Linked DNA regions of Mus musculus: region 1 is linked to region 2. Evidence: chromatin contacts called from public HiChIP or PLAC-seq data. All regions are on one chromosome and are shown on one strand. Each heading gives the region's core, a stretch centred on a gene start, on an enhancer-like site or on the middle of the called end of the contact. The rest is flanking DNA. Distances are from core to core; before and after follow the strand shown.

The links. HiChIP or PLAC-seq counts read pairs in DNA pulled down with a chosen protein or histone mark.
Region 1: an H3K27ac HiChIP or PLAC-seq map of VIP interneurons shows a contact between it and region 2, with 6 times the contacts expected there. The contact joins the promoter of Nr2e1 here to the enhancer-like site in region 2. A contact is called at or near these places in 22 of 39 promoter capture datasets (the 3T3-L1 cell line, 3T3-L1-derived adipocytes, the C10 cell line and 16 more), 2 of 15 datasets of contacts at CTCF or cohesin (embryonic stem cells and stem cell-derived epiblast-like cells), 56 of 484 Hi-C or Micro-C datasets (B cells, CD8 T cells, the G1E-ER4 cell line and 13 more), 20 of 115 datasets of contacts at active chromatin or transcription factors (VIP interneurons, craniofacial prominence, embryonic basal ganglia and 11 more) and 4 of 9 other capture datasets (adipose tissue, embryonic stem cells, liver and 1 more).

The regions. Positions count from the first base shown.
Region 1 is chr10:42,581,720-42,585,354 of GRCm38.p6, reverse strand. Nr2e1 (nuclear receptor subfamily 2, group E, member 1) reads left to right here and starts at 1,765. Exons shown (of 9, transcript NM_152229.3): 1 at 1,765-2,473. The coding sequence starts at 2,449. It overlaps Gm38491 (predicted gene, 38491), which reads right to left and starts at 1,563. Exons shown (of 2, transcript NR_169130.1): 1 at 1,489-1,563; 2 at 1-1,375.
Region 2 is chr10:42,306,535-42,309,968 of GRCm38.p6, reverse strand. No RefSeq gene overlaps it. Among named protein-coding and RNA genes, the nearest start is that of Foxo3, 32 kb to the right of the region's middle. Within about 2 kb of position 1,663, at least 23 of the 459 cell types and tissues checked have an H3K27ac peak or open chromatin away from gene starts, as enhancers often do. A contact at or near this core is called in VIP interneurons, cerebral cortex, forebrain and 1 more, where this site is marked.

The sequences.
Region 1 (3,635 bases), core at 516-3,015, 280 kb before region 2:
GCCCACATCTTTGCCCACGGCAAATTAGTTCCACTTGAAGTCCTTTGTCCTTGACCAAGCACCCCCCTTCTGCCTCCACATCGCGATGGTGGTGTCTGCCACAGCAGCATCAATTGGATCTCTGGCAAGAGTTAGACCCGAGGACCAAAAGCCGAGCCTGGCACCCTGTCTCTAAAACCCTAGCCGGAAATGCCTCTCCTCTCTTTGCACTGAGTTCGAGTTTGAGCTGTGCCGCGAGCAGGGCTCGCTGGCAGCCCAAGTTGACTGTCAAAAAAAAAATGTTAATTTTCCCTCCTTGTCATCTAAAAATCCCCAGCTTACCCTATACTCGCCCTTGTTTGAAAGACCATAAAGGAGAGGTGGTATGGGACACGATCACCCGCCTCTCGGTTGTTCCAAGTGGCCTGGCCCTAAGCCTGGTAGTTGCTGTGTGTGCTGCTCTTGGTTCCTTGCCTCCCAGGCTCGGGCAATCCGGGAAAAGTTGCTTTCACGTGCTGAGGCCTGAGACAGGAGCATACAGCCCTTTCGAGTTGGGACCCGGTCCTTGGATCTGCAGGGCCAGGCAGTCACACGGGAGACTCCAACAGGCACTGCGGCCAGGTGAGGAGGGAGCTGCGGGAAGGGTGGGCTAGCGACCAGGAGGAGCGCTGTCCACAGCTCGCCAGCCCCCAGCCTCCAATTCGGTCTGGAGAGCTGGAGGCGCGACCTCTGACCCCCGGCCGGGCCCACGCCCCGAGGAGAGGCTGGCAAGCTCTTGTTCGACAAGTTCAAGCGGCGGAGGGAGCTTAAATAGAATTAATCTCTTAGAGATCGGAGATCAAGGCTCCCTCGGCGCGCGCTGTCCCCGCGCCGCGCCACGACCAAGATGCCAGAGAGCTCTAGGATTTCGGGTAGGCGACCCGGCTGGGGAGGAAGGTGGCGGAGCTCTCCAGAGTCCCCAGGCCTGCAGGGGTAAGCCAGCGACGCCCGCTGGGGACCAACCGCAGGAGGGAAGGCTTTGAGGCTTTGCCTCTCAGCTGCTCAGTACACGCAATGGAGGCGAGAGGGACGCCGCCAGCTCCGGGTTGGCCGGTTTTGTTTGCAAGAAGCTGGCGAAGCCCTCCCCGCGGCGGTGCCCAAAGCCGTCACGCCGAGGCCGAGGGACCGCAAGATCCCAGCCCAGTCCCCAAGACCGCGCACCGCGACCTCAGCTCTGGCTTTCCATAGATAGTTGCAAAATGAATAAATTACTCACCTCGGGCCAGATCCAAGTTTTACCCAACAGAAGGGGCGCGAGACCAACAATGAACCAACTCACATGGCCATGTCCGGGCGCACACAATCATACACAGACACAGCTACCCAATATCTTCCACGAATCTATCTGTCTGGCATTCTGGAGAGAGGGGAAAAGCGTTTTGAGAGAGCCCCACCACCCCTCCCCTCCTCCCTTCCCGTGAAATATAAAAATTCATATTTTTTTTATTACAAGAGCGGCTCCGTCCTCACCATCACGCACGCACGGAGCCGCTTGCCCGTATTCACTCTCAACTCGTCAGCTCCGAGAGCGCTTGCATTTTCTTTGGAAGCCGCTTGGAGGTTCATTAATATCATTAGCATTTAACCCCCTCCCTCTTCCCATCTCCTCCCCGCACATGGCTGACGTCAGACCCCGCCAGGAGTTGGGGGAAAAGCTAAGTGGGCCAGGGACGCCCTATTCCCCTCCCCGCGGCTGCCTGTCAGAGCGCTACTGGAGATATTACCAGAGACCCGGCCCGCAGCGACAGGCACAAAGTCACAGGGTAATGAACTTCGGGGACCCTTCGCCGCTGCGTGCGCGGCTGTCCCCGGAAACTCGGATCTGGCCACCTCTCCCCTTGGAAGATCTCCCAGCAATCTAGTTTCCCCTCTCGGCGCCGGGGCTCCGGCAGCGAGGAGCTTAATCTGCCTCTGAGACTGCGGCTGTGATTTTCGCCTTTCCACAGAAGATCTGCAGTCTGCAGAGAGCTGCCCACTCTGCACGCCTGTGTGGAGGGAGAGATTGGAAGCAGTACCAAGCATGGGGAACGAGGGGAAGTTCGCCTTCGTTGCTCCGTAGGAAGACCATTTCCGTGTCTCCATCTCTGTCCTTCCATATTCCCCTCGCGCTGTCCTCCCTCTTCAGCCTGCCTGTCCATCTCTCCATCTGTCTGTTCAAGACTGTGTCCACATCAAGCCGCATCCCCAGCAGCTGCAGTTTTGCTAGAGCCGGGAAAGAAACTTAAGGATGCTTACATTTCCACTGTGGAACGAATTCTGAGCGCCGGGGAGAGCAGGGCAGCGCACAACCAATAGCCACCTGTCTGTCCCGCCCGGGAGCCTCGCAGGCTGGAGGGCGGCTGGAGAGCGGCGGCGGCCGGCGGCGACGTGGGCGCCGTGGGTCGGGAATCCGGCAGTGCCCACCAACCGCTGCGCCCCGGGACCGCCAGCATGAGCAAGCCCGCCGGATCAACAAGTGGGTACCGCTCGGGCAGCCGCGGGGTCCTGGCGCGTGGCCTGGGGAGGGCAGGCTGGGAGGCCGGGATGGTCCTTCTGAGAGCTCTGAATTTGAGCCCCAGAGTAATACTCTCTCGGGCTTGTATGTCCGTTGGCCTAGCTCTCTTAGACTGTTGCGTTGGAGCGTTTCGTGCAACTGGGAGAGCAATTTCGTTGCTTCTGGATGCTAGCTCTTCCGGGTCTCCCCGGTGTATCAGGAAGGTTGCGACCCGTGGCAGCCCACCGGTCCAGCCTGCTGTTTCTATTTAGCTGCAGGTGCCGAAGGTGGGAGGGGTGAGCCAGGGGCGGGAACTGGGCCGCAGCTCCAGGCGGCCGCACAATAACGCAGCCGCTCAAAAACTCAGAGCTTGCAGCGCGCAAAAGCAACTCTGCAAAAAGCGGATTTCGAATGGAATGCTTTGCACTCCGTTTCCAGCTATTTCAAATAATCCTGCAAAACCGGGAAGCAGAAACCATTTAAAAGTCACATTTTCCTTAATCCTAAATCCGCGTAGGTCATAACTGGGGAATGTAAAGTATGGCGAGCCAGTCTAGCAAAGAGAGGACCAAATCCCTAATCCCAAGGACTTTCGGAGCGGGAGCCCAGCACCGACAGGAGTCTGCGGCCTGCTCACTCCGGACGCTTCTTCTTCCAGCTTCCTCTCCCATAGACCGCACTGCTGCAACTGATCTCTGTTGACCTCCAAAGACAGGCAGAAGTGCAGGGCAGCTGGGCGTGTGCGAGCACAGAATCTGCAGACCCTCGGAGTGCGTAGGCCTGAGCCGGCGTGGTGGGCGCCTACGCGGTACAACGGTCTCCCCGGGGCTTTCCAGTTCCCGCCTTCCACAGGCCGGAGGCTGGGAGTTCTAGGGTCTGTGTATAGTGCGCACACCCTGAAACTCGCTAGCCACCGGTGTAGTCCCCCCCCCCCCCCATAACATTTTTGGCGCTCTCTGTGAGTTCCTTCCCGCCCCCTCCCCCTTCACTCGCCCTCATTGTCCAGGGTCTTTGAAAGTTGGAAGAGTCTTGGTTACTTCTGGGGACTGATAATGAAGTCTCACTTAGGATGGATGCAGTTCCCGCCTCCACCTCTCGCCCCCGTAAGAAGTGGCTTGTGTTTTCATTTTGTGCGCTTGTTTTG
Region 2 (3,434 bases), core at 414-2,913:
CATTCCGCACTCTGCACACTACAGTAAGGCAGGCCCCTGTTGGAGAGGGTTGTCTTCAACAGGGAGAAGCTTCAGGAAGGACGCATGGACTGAAGAGGAAAAAGCAGGGGGCACCTACCAACCCAGCCATGTCAGCCAAACCAACGTAGTGATCAGCTCATGGCAGATGGCACAGCCACATCAGCCTCATGCCTGAGGTCAGGCAACTCCCAGTGTAGGTGGCGTGTCACCCTGCTACTGAAGAGTTTAGACAGCGTTTAAAAACACCGTGTCTGTAGGGTGAGCTGTAGCACAAGGCTCTGCCTGCGTTACTGCAGGGTGCACATCTCCCATTCCCTTCTGTCCCTCCAGACCCCCAGCTCCCTAAGCCTTGTTTGGGGAGGCATTGGTGGAAGGGGCTGTATCAGTTGGGAGTGGGGTTCAGAGAGGAGGGCTGGAAGGCCCTGTGAGGGTTCTGCCTCCGTATCAGGAGGCAGGAGGATGGCGTTCACACATGCTGGAAATGATCCATCAGCATCCTGTTCTCTTCCCAAGGTCGGTCTCACAAGTCAGCATGCAAGAAAAAGGGAAAACCAGAAAACAACATGGCAGCCAGACCAAAAGGAAATGGGTGGTGGGATCCTTCAGCAAGCACTCAGATGCCCAGGACCAGAGGGGGCTGGACTCTGAGTGTTCCTCAGACTTGGGGCATTGCATATTTGTAATGAGCTATCTTTGGAATGAGACTACAACTTAAACAGACAATCAATTAAGTTTCACATACACCTTCTACATATAGCACCAAAATAATTTATATGACATTCCTAGTGCACCTGCATTTTAAATACATTCATTCCATGTTATATTATATATTACATGCATGGGTGTGTTGCCCGCGTGTGCATGTGCACCCTGTTGTTCATGCCTGGAATCTTCAAAGACCACAAGAGGGAATCAGATCCCCTAGAACTGGAAATACAGATGGTCGCGAGCTGTCACGTGGGTGCCAGGAACTGAACCTGGGTCCTCGAGGAGAGCATCAAGTGCCCACATTTTGACACTAACTTCTAAACACTTCATTTCCCCGCCTGTAAAATTCACACGTGGAAAAAAAAACCCAAGTGAGTGGGGCCAATATCTCCCAATTCAGCGTTGGAGTGTGTCCGGCCTTGAGTCTGTCCTCATGCTGAGTCAGCATCTCCGGAGGAATCCCAGGATTCCACCTAGGCAGCGGCGAGTCTGTCAGCTCTGGGAGGTCTTCCTCAGCCCTGACTGTGGCCTTAGGTGGTCTGCATTCTTCAAGAACCAGGAAACCCTTGTACTGGTTTTTACTACGTGACTCTTCTCAATTTTCTTTCAAAGGAGTGTTCTGAAGAGAGCAATAGCAAGCTTGCGGCAGATTGGTAGAGGCTTAACTGGGTAACGGGCTGACAACATAATCGGAAAGGTTCCATCCATGACTGTTGTAAATTATCCATCCTTGAGGAATGCGAAACTGAAAATGCAGCCTCCCTGGAGGTTTTCATTCCGGGGAGCAAGGACCGCAGCCCTCAGCCGCACTCCCTCCAAGGACACAGGCTGAGATGCTGGGGGATGTCCTGAAATCCGCTAACAGAAACTGTTGCTCGGTTGGTGGGCTTCAGCCATTTCCCATGACGAGGGCACCATCTTGTGGTCGGTGGGTGAACCGACGGGAAAAGTCTAGAAATTCGGGCTGGGAACTCTCAATGCTTCTTATTCCCAGGCCTGCGCTACCTCCAGAGAGTCAGGCGTCTTTTGAGATCCTCAGTCAATTCAAGAGTGGAGTGTGGTCCCGATATGAGACCCTCTTGTGACTGCTTCGGAGCTCCCTCCCTTTGGCAAGCTTAAATTCCTTCTCTGGGGGAGGGGCTCTGCCCTGGGCTCTCACTCCTAGCTTGGCTGTTCCTAAACAATGACTGGGAACTACAGCACTGTTCCCCTGTCTGTGTGTCTGACTTGGAGTCTTGGCGGGAGCCAACCTGTGGGTAGGAGGGTGGGGGGCTGGGAGGGTGAACTTAACACAAACTGGAATCATCCAAGAGGAGGCAACCTCAACTGACAAAACGCCTCCATAAGATTGGTCTGCAGGCAAGTCTGTGGAGGCATTTTCTTGATTAATGATTGGCTGCTGCCCTGTGAAAAGTAGGCAGTTCCTTCATGGTCTCGGGTTCAGTTCCGGCTTCCTGCCTTGGCTTCCCTTCTATTATAACTGTAAGGTGAGCTAAACCCTTTCTACCCCCAGGCTGCTGTAGGCCATGGCGTCTATCACAGCCATAGAAAGCACACTAGGATGCAGTCATGTGCAACACCACACACACACACACACACACACACAAACTCACACTCACAAGCACACACTCACACACACTCTCAAGCACACACACTCACCCACACCCACACACACACTCGCAAGCACACACCATGGGACTTCTGAAAAAGTTGCCCAGACTGATGAGGCCCAGAAATACAAATAGTGTCTTATTGGTTGTTTTGTGTCGCTATAATAGAATAAATACCAGAGACTGGGCAGCTTATCACAAAGAGATATGTGTATCTATGGAGGAGTCCGTGATGGAGGTACATCTGGTGAGGGCCTTTGCTTTGCATCATCCTGTGGTGGATTTTATAATTGTGAAAACTACATTCAATGTTAGACAAAGCATTCTCTTCACACTCTGTTCCCCGGACCTGGAGTTATAGGCGGTTACAAACCACCACGTGGGTGCTGGGAACAGAATCTGAGTCCTCTGCAGGAGCACCAAGTGCTCTTCACTGCTGCCATCTCTCCAGCCCTGTCACACTGTTCCCAGAATGCATCTCCTCCCTCATTCCCACCGCCGGTTAGACTGTCTGCTACCAAACCCAGCATGGCTCCAGGGACTTGACCTGACTGGGAGCCAAGAGGGAACGAAGAAAGGACAAACAGACACGGATGAGGAGGACATGGAAATCAACCTTGTTAAGGAAAACATGGGATGAAGAGCAGGGGGTGAAGGGGAGGGGGCTGCACAGGGTCCTATAACTCCTCAGAGAACCCTGATCTGCACTATATAGCTTTAGATCTAAGATGGCTCCCAGGACACTGGTGAGACAGCAAAAAGGAATGGAAGCCAGGGCGGTGGCTGCTTCCCCCATCTTCATGGAAGTCCTAACAGGTGAGTTACCGCATCAGCCAGGGCTTTCATTGGGACATAGTGATGGTGTGGCGAGATATGATTGGTTAAGGATTTAGGGGCTTGGGGTTGGCTCAAACACTGTATATAAGCTTAGGTGTTGGGCAATAAACTCAGACCTGCAACCCTGATGCTGGTTTCCAGAGACTGATTCCTAGGGTCCGTCACATGACTCTGTCACATGACTCTGTCACCCCCGCCCCATTGGTCTTATTTCTACACAAAGACACACAAAGAAGCTGAGATCTGTCGAACCATACT